2 separate regions of the Sus scrofa genome follow, and region 2 is linked to region 1. The links are chromatin contacts, called in public HiChIP or PLAC-seq maps. All regions are on one chromosome and are shown on one strand. The core of a region is the stretch at or near the end of the contact, and the rest is flanking DNA. Distances in the headings are between cores, read along the strand shown. Region 1 overlaps ZNF710 (zinc finger protein 710). Region 2 overlaps SEMA4B (semaphorin-4B).

Region 1 (4,068 bases), core at 1,495-3,994:
ACAGAACACTGTAAATCAACTATCACAGAAAAAATAAAAAATCTTTAAAAAAGAGAAAGAGGAGTTCCCATTGCGGCCCAGCAGAAACAAATCTGACTAGCATCCACGAGGACGCAGGCTCAATCCCTGGCCCCGCTCAATGGGTTAAGGATCCAGCATTGCTGTGAGCTGTGGTGTAGGTTGCAGAGGCGGCCCAGACCCCGTGGTGTAGGCTGGCAGCTACAGCTCCGATTCAATCCTTAGCCTGGGAACTTCCATATGCTTCAGGTGCGGCCCTAAAAAGACAAAAAATAAAAAAATAAATTAAAAAAGAGAAAGAAATAATAATAAATAGGTTGAAAGCCCAGACTCCGGAATCTGAAGGCCTGGGTTTGAATCCCACCTCTGCTGCCTCCCAAGGTTGTGTCTATTTCTCCTGTCTAAGGTGGGAGTAGTGCTGATAGCACCTGCCTTCCCACGTGAAGATATGCAAAGTGCTTACTGCTGAACCTGGCAGCCTGTTTGCTACTATTATTAGCATTTGGTAACTTGCCTGGGACCACAAAGCAACTTACTAGAAGAGCCAGCTCCTTGATGGGGGGATTGACCACCAGGTCCTCCGTCACCCTGGAAACAGATGTGCCCAGGAAAACGCCTCTGTTTCCCAAGCCTGGTCACAAACGCAGAACCACCCCCCCTCCCCCCGACACACACACACACACCCAACCCTGCCAGGAACGAGCTACCTTCAAAGGACAGGCTCCCCTTTCATCTCCAGGCCAGGCGCTACTGGTGCCTTAATGTGGTGTCAAGAGATGGTCTTGCCCAAACTGGAAAAACCTGATGGGCAGCCAGGCCTGCTCTGGCAGGCGTGGATTTGGCAGCAGGTGTCTTAAAGAGGCTGGCAGGGGCCAGGTGGGCAGTGGTAGCCTTCCCAGCCTGGCCCCAGGACCTCCAGGCTGGTCGACGGTGCACAGGATGGTGTCTGCTCGTCAGGTATCTCCATCCCTTCCCTGCCGTCAAATGTCTCCAGAGGCCATATCTGCGAGTTCCATCCAGACCCAGAGGGAGGACACAACCCCTTCCAGCCTCACTTCCCCAAAGAAACCTCTTCCCTGTGCTTCATCTCTCACCCCCAAGGCCTGTCACCAAACCCATGCCTCTCTTCAGCCCTGCAACGTTCCCTGGATGTCAGGCCTTCACTCAATCAACACTGGCCTAAAACACCAAGGATTGGATCACTCGGCTCCTTGGAGCCATCTAACCTGCTGCCAGCTTCCTGTCAGCTCCAGTTTTCAGGCCTCCTCTCCAGGACTCCAGGGCGGGCTGGGGCAACACCAGGCAACTGCGAGGTGATGCTGCATGTGACCTGGGCCTTCCTCCTTGTGCTCGGCCCTTGCCCAGGTTCCCACAGTCTCCTCAGGCCCTCCCTGGGTCAGGCAGGCCAGGCACCCAGGCCACAGGGGAGGGAGGCCTGGGGGGTCCACATCCACCCCTGGTCCTCACCCAGGGCCTCCCTGGGGCCAGGCAGAAAGGGGGAACATCCATGCCCAAGGCCATGTCTGCGTCCTGCTGGCTGTAGCACCAGGCCTGCAGCCAACCATTAAGGCTTTCTGGGCAAGAACTGCCTGACCTGTGATGAACAACTCCCTCTTGTCTGCAATCCCTTCTTTTTCTTCGGCGGGGGGAGGGGGGGGATGTGGAAGTTCCCAGGCTAGGGGTCAAATCGGAGCTGCAGCTACCAGCCTACACCACAGCCACAACCACGCCAGATCCAAGTGGCGTGTGTGACCTACACCACAGCTCACAGCGACGCTGGATCCTCAACCCACTGAGAGAGGCCAGGGATCAAACCTGCGTCCTCATGGATGCTAGTCGGATTCATCTCTGCTGCCATAGGGGGGACCTCCCTGAAACACCCTTCCCTCTCGAAGTGGAAGCCAGAGGAAGTTGGAGCCCTGGGGGGGGGGGGTTCTTTTTTTTATACATTTAGAGTGCGGGGAAAAATGAAAAAACATTCACATTTTTCTTTCCTCAAATAAACCGACTACTCTAACTCATCCCGTCCCTTGAAAACAGAAGCGCTATTCAAAAAGAAAACGGCAAAAAAGGAATTTTTTGAAAAAGGAGGCAAAAAGAAAAAAAAAAAAAAAGGAGCTGAATAGAAGAAGAAGAAAAGGCGCAAAAGAGGAGGAGAAGAGAGCGTCCCGAGGGCGCCGAGGATGAAAGGCGAGAGGCGAAGGGAAGGGGAACAGGGGTACAAAGGCAAGAGGGAGACAGGAGCTTTGAAGAGAGAATGTTCCAGTGTGAGGACAGCGTGTGGGGAGAAGGGGGCGCTTGAAAAGGAGCAGCCCACGCGGTGACCCCCATTCACAGAAGGTGCCAATCACGGGGACAATGCAGACCCTTCTTCCTTCCTCCTTCTCTCCTTTCTGGGGAGGGAGGGAGAGGCTGGGAACCGCAAGTTAATTCCTAAAAGTACAAAAACATAAATGCAGTTCCCCTGGAGAAGCATCTGAGGGCTCCTTTAAAGGTGTCCCCCGAAGCTCACTCCACCCCCAGAAGGGCTCCCCCCCGGCGAGTAGGGGGCACAGGCTGGATTCCATTCGGTGCCGGGGGAGCCAGGGCCGTGACCGAGGCCACGCTGACACCTCGGGTGAGGCCGGGCCTCCTCAGGCAGCTCGGCCTTCTCGGTTCTCCTGCTCTGGCCTCAGAGTCGAGGGCCGGGATAGGAGGGCTGAGGAGGAGGATCTGACCGAGGCAGCTGCTCTGGCTGGAGGCCAGCCTGGGCCGTGGCTGCTCTGTCCCCAGAGGCAGGGCACGCTCAGGAGGAAAGTGAACGAGCAAGTGATGACATTTTGAATCAGGCCTGGACCGGTGTCTTCTCCTGGGAGGGGTTCAAGGAAGCCTGCTGCCTTCTCAGGCCAGGCCCTCACTCTGGGAGGGTGAGAGGGTGGCAGGTTTGTCCTTTCCACTGGCTGTCAACTGTCAGATCAGTGCCCTTACAAGGGAGGGGCCTCTTCGGGCACTGGGGTCTCATCACTGATCAGCGATCCCTGAGCTGGCTGAGATTGAAGGCTAAAAGACATGGAGGTGCCCCAAACAAGACCAGATCCCGCTTCTGAAACAGGCCTGGATTTCCACTCTCCTGCCCTCCTCCTGCGGGCAGACATCCGTGATGACAGGGTGTCTACCATGTGTGGGGTCCCTGCTGAGCTCCAGGGCAAGCAGCACTCAGGAGGGTCCTGGCTGTCAGTCCAGGGACCCACCAGCTCTCCCAGGGTCCCTCTGAGGTCACAGGGAACATCCCTGGCTCCCCTCTGTCTTCCCTTCTCTTACTCTTCCTGTCTTTCAACATCCAATGAGTCGTGACAGAACCTGAAATGGGGTCACCTTTATGCAGAGGTTTCCTTTTCCTTCTGATCAACCGAACGCTGGATAATGAGAAACGCCTGGGAGCAGAGAGGCTGCGTGGAGGAAGACTGATTGGTTTATTGATTGATTGATTGAGCGAGCCTCAACCTCACTCTCTATTGAGCAATCAGTCTATGCGGAGCTCGGTGCTCGGTGGCATGGGCTGGGATTATAACGGTGACGAGGACCAATCCGAGGCCTTGAGATGCTAGAGGCCAATCTAGCGGGGAGGGGGTTGAGGGTGAGGGTGGGGGCGGGGGTAGGGTGCAGCACAGACCCGGGAATAAAAGCACTGCCTTTGCTGGCTTTACCTAGGAAAGGCTGTTGTGAAGTTGGAACAGGCTCAGCAGGGCCTCCAGACCCAAGCAAGGGAGCCAAGAGAAGGGGCACGTGGAAAATGGGAGCACAGGGCCCGAAAAGTCACTGAGCCACTCCTGCATTTCAAGCCAACAAATGCAAATTCCAACTAATATTTATTGAGCACTTTCGAGGTGGCCACCAGCTCCTGTGTAATCCTAGGGAGACAGTGAACTGGCCCCAGCCCAGTAACTCCTGGTGTGGGGGAGAAACAGGCAAGAAGACAGGTGATAGCCTTAGAGCTGCTGTGAGGGCGGTGGTAGGGCGAGAACAGGGGCTGGAGGGCCCAGAGGAGGTGCAGCTTTGGAGAGGTGGAGG
Region 2 (3,870 bases), core at 861-3,360, 170 kb before region 1:
CGGGTATGGCCCTAAAAAGACAAAGAAGAAAGAAAAAAAATGGCCATGCCACCTTCACTGTGGGAAGCCAAGGAAAGGGCGCCAGGGAGGATATCGCCAAACTTGGAGAGATGTCTCAGCTCACCGCTAAGCAAACAGGAGAGCTAAAGAATCACATTACAGTATAACTCTTGTCTGTAGATGGGGTTTTTGTTTGTTGGTTTGTTTGTTTTTGCTTTTAAGACCACACCTGTAACATATGGAAGTTCCTGGGCTAAGGGTCAAATCGGAGCTGCATTGGCCAGCCTATGCCACAGCCACAGCAATGCTTGATCCTTAACCCACTGAGTGAGGCCAGGGATTGAACCTGCACCCTCACGGATACTATCAGATTCGTAACCCACTGAGCTACAACGGTAACTCCTATTTTCACATTTCTTAAATATTAAAAAAAAAAAAAAAAAAGTGATATTTTAACTCAAAAGGAGAGAGAGAAAAGCCAGTGGCCAAGCATTTCCTCGTGAAGGCCAGGAGAAGGCCACTGGTAGGTAGGGAGCCTTCTGATCCTGAACCTGGAGCGTTTGGGGCCCCCGGGGTGCCTGGGCCCCCTCACCTTGCACACACGGGCGATGCGAGACACAATGGTATTCTCAAAGAACTCAAACTCCTGGCCGGTCTCGCTGAAGAAGAAGTAGATCTTGTCGTCGTCCCCTTGCAAGCTGCCCAGGCTCTCAGGAATATAGGCTGAGGCCACGAATGCTGGGTCTGTGGGGGCCAAGGGGAGCCTAGTCAGCCCGGTAGGCCCAGGGCCCCTGCCCTGGGGACCCTGTGACGGCCCACTGTGGGGGTGGGGAGGACTTCACCTTGTAGCCAGTTGAGGGAGCTCTCGGTCTTGGTGGGGCGGAGGCTTTGGCTCCGGGAGATGGCCGGGTCATTCCCCTGGAAGCTGCTGACGGTTCCAGAGTACAACTCGCCATCTGCCAAGAGAACATTCCCATGGGAAGAGGCCCTTGGCACGGCCCCTTCCCACTCAGGTCCTGGAGTGACCCAAGTGCTGCCCGCCGTGCTTGAGAAGGACAGAAGAGGGAGAGGAATAAGAAAAACCAACCCAAGGGCAGCCAGGGGTCACTGCACTCCCTGGGGATTGGCAGTGTGGACCCACCAGCTCTGCCCTGGGGCCCACCCTGCCTCTCTGCCCGTGCTCCCATCTGGAGCCTTAGGGAGCCCATTCTGCCCCCCTGCCCCCCAACACTCACCAACCACCAGGGCCGTGGACTTAAAATTGGGGTCAAAGGGACAGCGGCCCTTGCCATCCTCCAGGAGGCTGTTCCCTGCCTCATCCTGGGCCAGAGTGAAGTTCTCCACATTCTGCAGGGGAGCAGACAGGGAGCTCAGGGGCAGGCCAGGGAGCAAGTGGGCTCTACAAGGGTACCCTGGGAAGGGAAGGGTCTAACGGGCCATCCTCTTCACCCTGGCATGCTGCTGGCTCCGTCTTGAGGTGACCCTATGTGGTGGCCACTGTGGCCCCACTTGGCAGAGAGGAAAGGAGGCTTAGAAGGGTGATGTGAGCCATGAAAAGGCATTGACATGATTCAAATCCAGGTATGTCTGACTCCCAAGCTGGTGCTCCAACCCACAGCCTCGAAATGCCACCCTCTGTGAAGGTGTGTGCATGTTGAGGAAGGTAGACAAGGTGGGCTGGCGGGGAGTGAGAGCAAGGGAGAGGGCCGGAGGAAGCGAGAGGGCGCAATGGTGGGGTGGCCAGGATCTTTGTGCCCGGGGAACCCCACTGCACCACTCCCATCCCCTGCAGACCAGCCTGGTCATCAGGGCTCGGGGGGCGGGGGGGGGGGCAGGGGGCAGGACTGGTGCCAAGAAGCCTTCTACTGAACTCTGCCCGTCACCACCAGCTCCCTGAGTCAGAAGGAAGGGCAGTTCCCAGGCCAGCCGCAGGCCAGCCTGGCATGAGGAGGGTACTCACAATGTAGGTGCACACGGGGCTGAAGGCCGCTGTGCCACAGGTGAAGAGGTGGCTGCTGTTGAGAGGCAGGAGGATCTTGATGTAGTTTTGACAGTCCCGCTGAAGGAGGGAACAGGCTGTCAGGCCCAAGCCAGCCACCAGGGGGCACCACTGAGCCCTCCTCACCAGACCCAAACGGGGCTCCCTCTGGAGGCCTCTGCTCCCCAGCACTCAAATCCTGGAGTGATGGAAAATCTAGGAGCTTTGTGGGGCAGAAGGAGGAGCACAGAGTGTGTGTATGCAGGAGGGGGACCTTGGAGCTCAGCTAGTTCTGTGTCTGGAAAACTCTGCTTCGGTCTACAGTCAAGGGCACAGAATCCTTCCTTTTTTTTTTTTTTTTTTTTTCCTTTTTTGGCCTCACCACGGCACATGGAGTTCCCCGGCTAGGGATCAGATCCAAGCTGCAGCTGCAGTGGCAACACCAGATCCATAACCCACTGTGCCAAGACCAAGGATCAAACCTGCATCCCAGGGCTCCCAAGACACCGCCAATCCTGTTGCACCACAGGGGGAGCTCCCATAATCCCTTCCTTTTGATGAGCTGCCTTGTTCCCACTTGGTGAGGAAGCTAAGCCCAGAGCAAGAAGAAACACGCACCTTGAACCCTGGACCCCAGAATTGTGGCTTACCTCCACAAAGGTACCTAACAGATATCTATCAGCTTCTCATTGTTCCCCCAAACTCTCTCCTCTGAGACCCTTCCCCTTTCATTTAAAGGCAACTTTGGGGGAGTTTTTGCCGTGGCTTAGCAGTAATAAACCCAACTAGTATCCATAAGGATGCAGGTTTGATCCCTGGCCTCACTCAGTGGGTTAAGGATGCAGTGTTGCCATGAGCTGTGGTATAGGTCACAGGTGAGGCTCGGATCCTGTGTGGCTGTGGCTATGGTGTAGACCTGCAGCTGCAGTGCTTATTCGACCCCTAGCCTGGGAACCTCCATATGCCGTGGGTGCAGCTAAAAAAACAAAAAAACAAAAGAAAGAAGGTAACTCTGTCTTCTAAGTTCCTCAGGCCCCACACCTCACAGCCAGCCTGAATTCCTCCTCTCTCAACACGCCCCATTTTTCTATCAGGAAGTCCCGGTGACCTCGTCTTCAATATATATCCAGGTACGGGTCATTTCTCACTTCTTTTACTGGTACCATCCTGGTCTGGACCACTATCATTTCTCGCCCCTCACCAGTCTCCCTCCCTCTGTGCTCAGCTTTTGAAGGCTGCTCTCCACCACGACCCCCAGGGTGGCCCCTTAAAAAGGCATGGCAGACCACCTTACTTCCCTGCTCAGCCCCTTGGTTCCCCAAACACCTTCCTCAGAGAGAAATCCACCATTCTGTTCCCTCTCCAGGTGAACTCCTTCACCTCCTTCTAATCTTAGCTCAAATGTCAACTTTGTGTTTTTTTTTTGCTTTTTAGGGCTGCACCAACAGCATATGGAAGTTCTCAGGCTAGGGTTCGAATTGGAGCTATAGCTGCTGGTCTACACCAAAGCCATAGTGATGCAGGATCCAAGCTGAGTCTGTGACCTATATCACAGCTCACAGCAACGCCAGAACCTTAACCCACTAAGCAAAACCAGGGATCAAACCCATACCTAGAGTTCCCGTCGTGGCGCAGTGGAAACAAATCTGACTAGGAACCATGAGGCTTCAGGTTTGATCCCTGGCCTTGCTCAGTGGGTTAAGGATCCGGTGTTGCCGTGAGCTGTGGCGTAGGTCGCAGACTTGGCTTGGATCTGGTGTGGCTGTGGTTGTGGTGTAGGCCAGCAGCAACAGCTCTAATTCAATCCGTAGCCTGGGAACCTCCATATGCTGTGGATGCGGCCCTGAAAAGATTAAAAAAAACAAAAAACAAAAAAACCCTACATCCTCCTG

Evidence for each region. HiChIP or PLAC-seq counts read pairs in DNA pulled down with a chosen protein or histone mark.
Region 2: an H3K27ac HiChIP or PLAC-seq map of skeletal muscle shows a contact between it and region 1. The contact joins two enhancer-like sites. A contact is called at or near these places in 2 of 2 datasets of contacts at active chromatin or transcription factors (alveolar macrophages and skeletal muscle).

Annotation. Positions count from the first base shown.
Region 1 is chr7:55,616,672-55,620,739 of Sscrofa11.1, reverse strand. The region is part of intron 1 of ZNF710 (zinc finger protein 710); the gene reads right to left. Among named protein-coding and RNA genes, the nearest start is that of ZNF710, 46 kb to the right of the region's middle. Within about 2 kb of position 2,744, at least 36 of the 83 cell types and tissues checked have an H3K27ac peak or open chromatin away from gene starts, as enhancers often do. A contact at or near this core is called in skeletal muscle, where this site is marked.
Region 2 is chr7:55,783,876-55,787,745 of Sscrofa11.1, reverse strand. It overlaps SEMA4B (semaphorin-4B), which reads right to left. Exons shown (of 15, transcript XM_021098977.1): 5 at 1,961-2,059; 6 at 1,236-1,347; 7 at 843-956; 8 at 593-744. Among named protein-coding and RNA genes, the nearest start is that of CIB1, 13 kb to the left of the region's middle. Within about 2 kb of position 2,110, at least 22 of the 83 cell types and tissues checked have an H3K27ac peak or open chromatin away from gene starts, as enhancers often do. A contact at or near this core is called in skeletal muscle, where this site is marked.